2 separate regions of the Mus musculus genome follow, and region 1 is linked to region 2. The links are chromatin contacts, called in public Hi-C maps. All regions are on one chromosome and are shown on one strand. Each heading gives the region's core, a stretch centred on a gene start, on an enhancer-like site or on the middle of the called end of the contact. The rest is flanking DNA. Distances are from core to core; before and after follow the strand shown. Region 1 overlaps Gm39436 (predicted gene, 39436). Region 2 has its middle 98 kb from the start of Gm36251.

Region 1 (5,420 bases), core at 1,684-4,183, 320 kb before region 2:
TCTCATCCCTGTGAGGGAAGAACTTTACCAGCTGAACCATCTCAGCTCTGGAGACAAAGTTTCATTCTATAGCTCTGGCTTCTGTGGGACTCCATACATAGACCAGGCTGGCCTTGAACTTATGGTCATCCTCCTGCCTCTTCTCCCCGCCCCACCCTGTGTTGCTATTACAGATGTGCAGGACCATGCTTACATTGCTGTCTTTTTTCAGATCCATCCCTTCTTTTCTCTATCTACTCATCCCAACCTACAACATTTTAATGCATTAGAGACAGAGTGCTTGAGTTACCTCTTAGCATCCTTGTCTTCCTACAGACCAAGCCTTTGAGATTTCAGCTTCCTTCATCAATGCAGACTACCAAAGTATATTCCTTAAGTAAAAGTCATAAGATGTTAGTTTTGATCCTTGTTACTAGAATGAGTCTGTTAAATTCTCAGTGAGAACTCAGTGAACTCCTTCACAGAAAGGTAGGCATTTGGGAGAGGCTACAGAGCTTCACATTAAATTCTATACTTGTGTTATCACATAAGTTCATGCACTTAACTACCTGCCCCCCCAACCTAAGACTCCAGGAGAGAGTCAGAAAACCAATTAACTTCATGTTCTTTTTCATAACTCACATACATCACCTGCATTCAGTATAGGCTTTGAATCTGGTTTATTATGGAGTACGGTGTTTTATTTATTTGCATGTACTTTTTAAATAATAAAGTTTATAAAATTAAAAACAAATCTTGGATTAAGTTGGTAGCACTTATCTGATTCTCTATAAACACTGGATTTTCTTGAGCCTATTGGTTGAGGCCTTGGACTTGTGTTAAATTATATCTCCCCCCCCCCCCCCCGTAGAAGGCACGGGGCTCCATTGAACTATGTGCTGGCCTAATCCCAGTGGATCTTAAAGGTATTCTTTGAGAGTGTCAGCTCCCTCATGAGGTGACAACTAGTCATGAAAATGGCCGTGAAGGAAGTGTGTGGGCTAGGACACTGCCCTAAAGTTTGTGAGACAGAGGCTCTTCTGGCCATGGAGATCTCATTGCTAATGTCAAGCAATCCTAGGTTAGGCACCTTTCACTTGGGCAAAAAACTGCAGAGATTCTAGCATGTAGCTATTACTCCATACCCAGTACTGGTTCTGTCTCTGGTTGTAGGTATGGAGAACTTATGTGTTACATCAGCCCTTCTCTTGCTATTGCTACAAAGCAGGATTCTGAGCAGCAAGTAAGAAAAACCCCAAGGACTTGCTTTGATTGTAACGTGAAGAGCTGGAATGTGTTGGCTTTCTAAGGAGCCGGGGAGAAGGTACTACAGGTCCAAAAGGATGCTGTAGGCATCCCACCTGAGCCCCTGGCTTCTATCACCAGGCCAACTTGATCCTAAACAGCTAGACTCCTTGTGTCATTGATTGGAGACTCCTGTGCTCTGGTTACTGGAGCTCCTGTGCTCAGTCCTGCACGTAATCTAAAGTGCTGGGGGAATGTGGGCTTTCTGCCCAGCCCCATGAAAACATCAACTGGCTACAAGACACCGGAGTGTGAATGTCCGCCTGCCATGCTCCTCCCTCCCAGGTTCAGGCTGAATGTCCTCTCTGTGGCAGCCTCCTGACTTTGTACCTTTGCTTGGTCTCCTCTTCCATCCTCTACTCCCCAACTGGCCTTCCCGGGGGAGTTTTTAGTTCCTCGTTTGTATGTAGTTTTAAGTCTTTGTCTGGCACTGAGCATCTGTAAAATGGAACTAAACTGTCTCACCTTCCCTTGTGTTTCTTAAAAGCCTTCTGAAGTAAGATTTGTTCCCATTTTACAGACAAGGAAACAGGCTGAAAGGATAAAGGGACTCTGCAGTTTGTGATTCTAATCTGCTTCTGGGCCCAGTATCTGTCTGTGTGCCCTGAAACTCAATTAGAATTTGATTTGGGGCGTCTGGAGGCCACATAGGAATTGCCTCCTTAATTGAACCACAGGAATTGAGGAGACCTGGGGTCTGAGGAACCATAGGCCCCCAGCTGATGGTACTTCTGACTCCTCCTCTTCTGCACACACACACACACACACACACACACACACACACACACACAGAGAGAGAGAGAGAGAGAGAGAGAGAGAGAGAGAGAGAGAGAGCTGCTGGATAAGCCAGCAAACTCTGCAGGGCCAGTTCTGTGCTCTACTTACTGGGAAGGCCCAGGGTAGATCAGGGTGCTTGACAGCTAACAGGCACTCAGACCACTGGACCTTCGATCGAAGAACCTAACATAGGGCAGCTTCCTTTATGAGAAAGCCTTTCTGGAGAAATCAATTAAGTCCTAATGAAGGGATTTTCTGAGTTCTTAAAAAGAATTGCAACACCTTGAGTCAATTTCTTACTGTCACCTACATCATGGCTTACAGCGACGACTTCAAACCGATGCCCCTCTGAGGTACGCTTGCCAGCCCCGTTAGCTGAGTCTGTCAGGTTCTTTACCCTTGATACATTTTCAGATGATATGCATATTTTAAGAGTCCAGTGACATCAATTCTAATTCTGGGGAATTACAAATTCTTCTCCCCCATTTCTTATGCAGAAATCTTCCACTAAAATTAAGCCTAGTCATTATACCAGACATTAAACATGAGAAACGGGCTGGATCTGATTGAACCACTCCAGAGGGGGCCAAACGATGGAGTTATTATTTTTAAATTGGGAACCGATATAGCCTTTTGTGTCTTGCTGGCAGTGATATTGGATATTTTTCTTACTTGCGTTTTTATCAAACCGCCCCAGAGTGTACAAATCCGGATCACAATTCAGACGGACATGATGGCCACAGTCCCTGGAACTTTTTTTGTTGAATGCTGTGTGGGTGGACATCGGGATTGGCGAGAGGCCCCACTGAGAACAGGCGGCTGCTGGGCAGCCTCCCTTTAGCCCCGCTCCACTAATGTCTCTCCCAGTGTGGGCTAGCGCCAGGCTGCTTCTGTTATGTACCAGCCCACGATAGATAATTGCCTGCCGGCTTTGTAATGCCTTAGTTCTCGACTGGAGCTGAGAACCAGGGGATGGGCTCTCGGTGTCTAGTAGCATTTTAAGTCATAACCACACAGGGGACTGAAGTGAGATCCAAAGGAGTTTATGGACATCACCGGATTGAACTGGATGCTTAGCACATTGACTCTAGGTTTTATGTAAATAACACATGGGCCTGGGTGTTACGGATAGATGGATGGCTCTGTGGCAAACTCTCACCAGGAGTTAGCAGAGCAGTGAGTTGTCTGTTTCTTCTGGTACTGAGGGTCTGGAATCTGGACAGAGCACAGCAGGGGTGGAATATCTTGGTTTCATTTGCTGTCTGCTGGGCAGAGATGTCCTCTGTTCTTCCACTGCCCAGTGATGAGGACAGAAGATAAAGCTGGCCGGAAAGGGCAGAGCAGCAGCTCAGAGAATGCCCTTGCTGGAGGGAGGGAGGATAACAGGAAATTCTGCTTCTCTAGTTCTTGTCCCTTGGCCTTGCCTGGAAGTTTTGTTTTACAGTTGGTTGTGAGCCACCATGCCAGGACTGGGAGTTGAACTTGATACCTCTGGAAGAGCACTCAGTGCTGGTAACTGCAGAGCCATCTCTCCTGCCTGGAAGCTGTACACGTGGACATGAACGAAACTGAGAGGAGAGGAGGCTACCACACAGCACATGGTCGACCAACTGGACCATACCTCACCCCGGTCTTTACCATAAATCCTTTAAAAATCTGGGGCAGCAGCGAGGGTATCCCATTGCCAGGACTCAATCCTGCTACAGAAGTGCTGCTTTCTGTTTCTCTTAAGCCCGACCTAAGAATCCACAATAAACTTCTCTTTAAACCCCCCTTCCCCTTTATGGTCTGTGTATTTCATCCTTTGAATTCTCTAGACAAGGACACAAAAGCCACCTGTCCTAGTGGCTTTGGAGGACACTGAGTTTTACAGGACCCTAGACCACAAGCTAAGTTTATCAAGAGCCAAGAAAGACTCCATTGCTGTCAAAGACACCTTCAAATCTCCTGCCTTAACTACGAAGGTTCTAGTGGCTGGGGACAGGCTGCAAGGACTCAGCTGGGCTCACAGCTGTCTTCTGCTTTGCTGTGTGGCTTCAGGGCCCCTTCCATCTTCACAGACCACTCAAGATCAGCAAGGTGTGAAATCTCTGACAGGGGAGCTCAGAGCAAGCAAAGGAGCACAAAAGCAGAAACCCTGGAAATGGCATGTATGTATGTATGTATGTATGTATGTATGTATGTATGTATGTTTTAAGTGTGTAGGTATTTTGCTTACATGTATATTTGTGTATTTTGTGCATGCCATGCCTGTAGAATCCAGAAGAAGGCATCAGATCCATGGAACTACACAGTTCCATGCAGTTACTTGCAGACAGTTGTTTAGTTGGCATGTAGGTGCTGGGAATGAATCCAGGGTCTTCTGGGAGAGCAGCCCATGCTTTTAACCATGGCACATCTCTCCAGGCCCCTGCTCCGTTCTGCTTAGAACAGGCACAGAAGCACCACCAGGGTATTCTTCCAGTACCCCCACGCATCAGTTCATAATTAGTGGAAGGGGACTCTGCAAAGGTATGAGGTATGGAAGACATGGCCTTCTAAAGTCTGCTGGTGTGTGAGATCCTACTCTAGGCAGGATCCTTATAAAACAGGACCAGAAAGCAGTTGGTACAGGTCTCACACTCCTAGTTTGAAGGTGTCTCAGGTCAGCTGGATCAGAGATGGAGGAGGAGACTGATGAAGGCACCGAGGACCAGTGGCTAGACCAGAGGCGTGAACACTCAGCCAGAGATGCCGAGACCAGGCTGAGGCAGAGACTGATCCCCATTATGGGATGGCTGGTCTGAGATTTAGCATGTTTATTTTGTTCTTGCCTTCAAATAAAGCAGCTTGTAGATTATCTCCTAGGATCATGGTAGACTCACAGTGAGACAAAGCATGGAGGTATCAGATGTGAACCCAGCCCATTGCCTGGTACATAGCTAACATGGGAGACAGGTTGCTGTAATTGCCATCAGAGTAATGGTGACATTAAGGGGCTCAGTGTTGTGGTCATGGAGACTAGTGCTGGGGGAGTTGGGATGAAGCCAAGGAAATGAACATTTCCCGACTCCTTGACAGGCTCTGCACCTGGCATCTCCTGTTCTCTGCCTCTATGCATGCCCATGGCCTCTGCAGGAACAACTGAGTTTAAAGACAAGAAGACCTTTGGAGGGATTAACAAATTCATACTCATAATGGTCAGGTCTGTCTGCTTCCTCCCTCTCCACTTCTTCCCACAAAGAAAGGCAAGCTACCATAGTGTTTTCAGGTGGACAGCAGTCTTGGGACCAGCAACGACTGTCCTGCTGTGCCTTACACACTGACTTCAGCTCTTGTTAAGTTTTCAATCTGAATGTCCCCAGCAGGTGATGCTCTTT
Region 2 (5,647 bases), core at 391-2,890:
TTTCTTTGTAAGATGGAGTCTTCTCATATTTCCTGTGTTCCTTGAGTTCTTTGTTGTCCACTTTTTCTTCTCGGTTTTAACTGAAAATAATATCAAGGGCTATTCTTCTCCTTTGAGAAAATGTAGGACTAATTAAATTAAGTCTGTTGCTTACTGTTAATCAGCTGGTGGTGTTGGGACCTGGATTCAAGCTCACAACCCCCTCATTGCCCTTACTGTTAAAGTCTTTTGAGAACTTCAGACAGCATTACTGCATTTGCATCATTTCCACCCTCTCCATCTAGCTTCTCCCATGACCCAATCAATACTCTGTCTCAAACTCATGACCTCTTCTTATTCTGTTACACACACGCACACACACACACACACACACACACACACACACACACAGAGATAGAAAGAGAGACAGAGAGAGAGACAGAGAGACAGAGACAGAGACAGAGAAAGAGACAGACAGACAGACACAGACAGACACACCACACACACAGACACACAGTAACACAGAGATACACAGCACATACACACACACACAGACATACATATACACAGATATCACACACAGACATAGACATACACACACACCACACACACATAGACACACACATAGAGACACACAGACACAAACAGACAGACAGACACACACCACACACATAGACACAGACACATACCACATACACAGACACACAGACACAAAACACAGATAGATAGACAGACAGACAGACAGACACACACTATGCATACATAGACACACAAATACACACACAGACACCAAGACAGACACACCACACACAGACACACAGATACACACCACATACAGAGACATACATATACACAGATATACATACACAGATACCAACAGACAGACACAGACAGATGCACACATACATGTACAGACATACACACACACACAGACACAGACAGACACACAGACACAGACAGACACAGACACAGACACACAGAGAGACACAGACATAAGACAGACAGACAGATAGACACACACACAGTTGAGTCCATTTAGTGTTACTCATGTGTGCATGGGTTTAGGAAGAAATAGTTGGGATTGGATCACCAGCCTAGCAGGCAGCCTGTCCCTGGAGAAGGCACATCCTTTCTCAGCAGCCACCCATTGCCTGTAGTTCTTCCTCTAGGGCTGGGAAATCACGAGATTTCACCTATGTGCATTGGCATGTCACCTGGGCGCTGTCCTTGTCCAAGTTCTGTTTAGATGGCTGTACTTTGAGACCTCATGGATGCAGCTTTCTTGTCACGTGCAGACAGCACAGGCTCATAGCAGATGTCCTGCTCCTCTGGCTCCTATAGTCTTTCCGCCCCTTTATGAGAATAAATGCATTCTCTAAGTATCTCTGCTCCAAATTGAGAACTGGTTCCATTTTAACTGCTGCCGAGGAAACCCTCATTGCTCTCATTTCCTCTATTTTGGACTTGGGAAGGCTTTGTCAATATTTTGGTAATGTTCATTTTTGTTCTTTGCCACCTAATAGGGGAAGTTGACAATGGTGACCGTGAACTAAGACCCAGTTTTCTTTCCTGATATATGTGTCCCTTCATCTCCCCCCTACTGCTTTCTTTAACATATTTTGCTTCTCCCCATGTCTTTACCCAGGGTGTAAACACCAGAATAGAATGCACCATAAGGACGTTTTAAATGAAGACTTAGCAGCTGCTGGGGTTTTAGATGCAGTCATGGCTGAAGGTTCATTGAAACATCAAACATTTCTACTATTTTCTTCTTCTGAAGGGCTTACTTCCCCCCACCCTTTAAAATTAAAAATATTGTTTTAATTTGACCATGTTTTTCTCCTTTCCCAACTTCCTATCTCTCTACCCACTCGAGTTTATGTACTTAATCCCTCTGTCTTAAATACACACACACACACACACACACACACACACACACACACACACATACACACAACTCATAAAAACTTGAAGTTTATTTTGTGTTGACCAAGGATGCCTGGGCACAGTGCCCATTTCCAGAGTGTTGGTCACCCAGTAACACTCCATTGTAGAAAACAGAATCTTAGCTTGTTCCTGTTTTTTTCTTTTCCCCAGTTTTTGAAAATTTAAATGTATTAGAGTTTTGTTACTTGCCCAGAGATGTAGGGAGAGTGTGCTGTTGGAGGAGGTATCTCAGGTGCCCTGCTGTGTCTTGTCCACCTCAGACTTTTGTCCTCCTCCTTGCTGCTCTCTTCAGTTACACCAAGGGATGGAAACAAATGCATCGGAGGAAACTAAGCAGGATGCAATGCCTAGAAATCCCTATGTTTCCTCTGCTTCCCCTCTGCCCATCTCCAGTCCTTCTATCTTCATCGGTTTCCTACTAGCTGTAAGCAAATCTTAGACAGTGTTGCAGTGGGTTAGGGTTGTCTTAAAAAGGATGAACTGTCAGTTAAAATGAGCTTGAGTTTTAAAACTCCATGGTTGAAGTAGGATTAAAAACAACTTGTTTAATAAATGTCTAAGTGATTTAAGCTAGATCTGGCATCTGCATACATCTGGGACATAAAGCCACAGTCAAGACAGTGGATCTAAACACTCCTGCAAATGAGTCTTCAAGTCCCTGGAGAATACCCCTTAATACTATTATCCCATAATTCAGCTTTCTGTTACTGTGATTTTAGATTTTCTAAAATAATAGATAAATAAATGAAGTTTTTATATGAATGTCATGAAACAATATGAACTCCGTTAGTGAAGGATAAAGAGAAAAGTGATTTACTGAGAAGGGGCCAATCCATCGGAAGCACATAGCCATCCCAAGCATATACATGTTCAACAATGGCTCCAATAACATCAATTAGAGATGGACACCCAAGAAGACAAAGAGAATCTCCCCACAGTGCTAGCTGGAGCCCCTGGAAATCTTCCAGTAATTAATAGAAGAACTGGACAAAGAAATCCCAGGACTATCAATAACTGCCAAACACCCTACAACAACTTTACCAAATTGAAATTTGCTGAGTATTTCACACCACAAAAGCAAGATGTGCATTCTTCAATGTGTGAACAGAAAATCTCCTAGATAGAAAATGTATAGGCACTAACCAGACAATTGAGGGGTTTTTTGGTCTGCATTTCTCTTATCTTTAATGATTTCACTATGATTCTGTATTCAGTGGCCTAAACATGCATTAATTCTTTGAAAGACACAAACTACTGAAACACATCAAATAAACAGATAACCTGAATATATCATAGAGTTTAAAGTTATTTTTAGTAAGTATACATAATGGCAGGCTTCCTTATGGCACGCACATGCCTGTGCATTATGACTCTTTGTGCTTTTCCCTCTCTATCCTGTTGGTATCCTGCTCACCCTGACATATCCTGTCCTCTCAGTCTGTTTGAATCTAGATACCTTATAGAAGAGAAAGCATTTGATATTTTTCTTTTCTTCCTCCATTGTCCCAGCTTGTTTCCTGTTCTTTTTCCCTTTAAACCTCCTTCCTTCATGTCTGCTTGTCTGTCTGTGAAAATCTAGATTCCACATATGAGAGGAAACATGTATCAGTTTTCCTTACAGTGGTTTGTAATTTTTAACTGGGTGATCCCTACATTCACTCTTTCTCTAGGTCAACATAGCTTTGTTCTTCCTCATGGTTGGAGGATATTCCATTGTGAATGCATGATATAGTTCCTTTATCCATTCATCACTTCATGGACTGCTAGGCTGTAAAATATCAAGTTTAGATATTGAAGGACATAGATATGACTCACCAAACTTGTATAAATAATATATATTGAATTATATCTAGCATTTTAGACAATAACTTAGTCAAAATGGATCATTGACTAAATGTATACCCTAATAGTATAGAACTTTTAGGGAAAAAAGTAATATTTGGATACACAAAAGTTTCTAGTCCTAGCATCAAGAAATGCAATATTTGATCTGTGAAATCCATGATATGGGTTGGTAATAGAGTAGAAATGAAAAGTATGGGAGGGAAAAGAATGCTTGAGTCTGCTGTCTAATGTAGGACATACAGCATAGCAAACCCCTATACTCTATACTAAAGTACAAAACTGAGGGGAAATGTCAGCAAACTTTCTCACTGACACAGTAGCAAAGAGAAAAGAAACATAAAAAATACCCATGGCAGGAAACCCTATCTCCAGTCAGTTAAAGTCCTAAGAGTTTCTGGAAGTTAAAGATCTAATGAAAGAGCATGCACACGTATTCAAAAGGAAAAGCAAACAAAAACAAACAAACAAATAAACAAAAAACAGAAATAGCAAAAGCCATGAAATAAACCCAAAGCAACAACCTTGTGTTCAAGATAGAGAGTGCCTGGACATGCCAGACATTTCTGATGGGAATGCAAACTGGGACAGCCACAATGAAAATTTAGTTCATAATTTTATAAAGAAATAAATATAGTCACTGCACAGCACATTTTATTTCTTTGGCATATAGGAATAAAACTTGCATTTGTGCAAAAATGTCATGAATTTTTCACTGGATAAATGAATACCTATAACAGTATGCTTGGTAACCTTACAAACTGAAGGTAACTCATTTCCTTGGTGGATGGATAACCAAACAACCTACTGCAAATCTATCCAACAGAATATTATATAACAATTTTAAACAGTATTCTTTTAAATTTAAATTTAAACAGCATACATGAACCCTATGCACATTATAGTAAACTAAAAATTTGTGCTCAGAAAGTTATGTGTTATATTATTTATTAAACAATAAATGGAAAAGACAAAGCCATCACAGAAAAATAGGACAGTGGTTTAGTTGGCAGGGACTAGGGTGCAGAGAGGTTATGGCTTCAAGTGGACATTTAGGGGAAATTTTTATTTTACTATGAGCTTTAAAATACTCTATCCTGATGGCTGAAATGATTATGCAACTCTATATGTTCGATGGAATGTATTGTTTTAAAAATGACAATGTAGCAATGTGAGAAAAGGGGTTCCAGCAAGAGAGGAAGTAGAAGCAGGAAGAAAGGAAGGAGATGATAACACAAATGTGTAAAATTCATTATGTAAATGAACAAAATCAAAATAATAAAACAAGAACTAAGACATGCTTATAGACGTAAAAAACAAATATTGCAGCAGATTTCTTTTAAAATTTATTATCTGTAATTGTGTTGATGTGAATATGTGCACATGAGTGCACTGCTCACAGAGGCCCGTAGAGGGCATCAGTTTCCCTGGAGCTGTAGTTACATGTGATGTGAACTGCATGTGTACTGTTAACAGAACCCTGGTTCTCTGTAAGAATCGCAAACATGCTTATTGTTAAGCCATCTCTACAAACTCTAGATGTCTTGAAAGAGGACCTTTGCTTTTGTCTTTTTAAATTAATATTATTATTATTATTTTTATTTTTGGTAAAGGCAAACTCTCACTTTGTGAAACCTTAAGACAGTTTCCACTACGAGAGCCAAGAAGAGCTAAGTATTACTTGTGAGTGCTATGAGAGTCTGTAATTTTTCTGGTCACCCACCGATCCATCAATGTGATAATCTGAAAAAATAAATGCATCTGTGCCAGAGAAGAGTTCATCTCCCAAGAAAAAACACTAATCACAATCACCCCTTTCAGGCTGTGAGCTTAGGATAGCAAGAGATTGATAGTTTGATCAGAGAGGCCAATTTTGCTC

The links. A called contact is a pair of places that touch in the nucleus more often than the background predicts.
Region 1: a Hi-C map of cerebral cortex shows a contact between it and region 2, with 3 times the contacts expected there. The contact joins two enhancer-like sites. A contact is called at or near these places in 2 of 484 Hi-C or Micro-C datasets (both in cerebral cortex) and 1 of 115 datasets of contacts at active chromatin or transcription factors (neural progenitor cells).

What each region holds. Positions count from the first base shown.
Region 1 is chr9:113,344,219-113,349,638 of GRCm38.p6, reverse strand. The region is part of intron 4 of Gm39436 (predicted gene, 39436); the gene reads left to right. Among named protein-coding and RNA genes, the nearest start is that of Gm39436, 12 kb to the left of the region's middle. Within about 2 kb of position 2,933, at least 14 of the 459 cell types and tissues checked have an H3K27ac peak or open chromatin away from gene starts, as enhancers often do. A contact at or near this core is called in cerebral cortex, where this site is marked.
Region 2 is chr9:113,022,629-113,028,275 of GRCm38.p6, reverse strand. No RefSeq gene overlaps it. Among named protein-coding and RNA genes, the nearest start is that of Gm36251, 98 kb to the left of the region's middle. Within about 2 kb of position 1,640, at least 14 of the 459 cell types and tissues checked have an H3K27ac peak or open chromatin away from gene starts, as enhancers often do. A contact at or near this core is called in cerebral cortex, where this site is marked.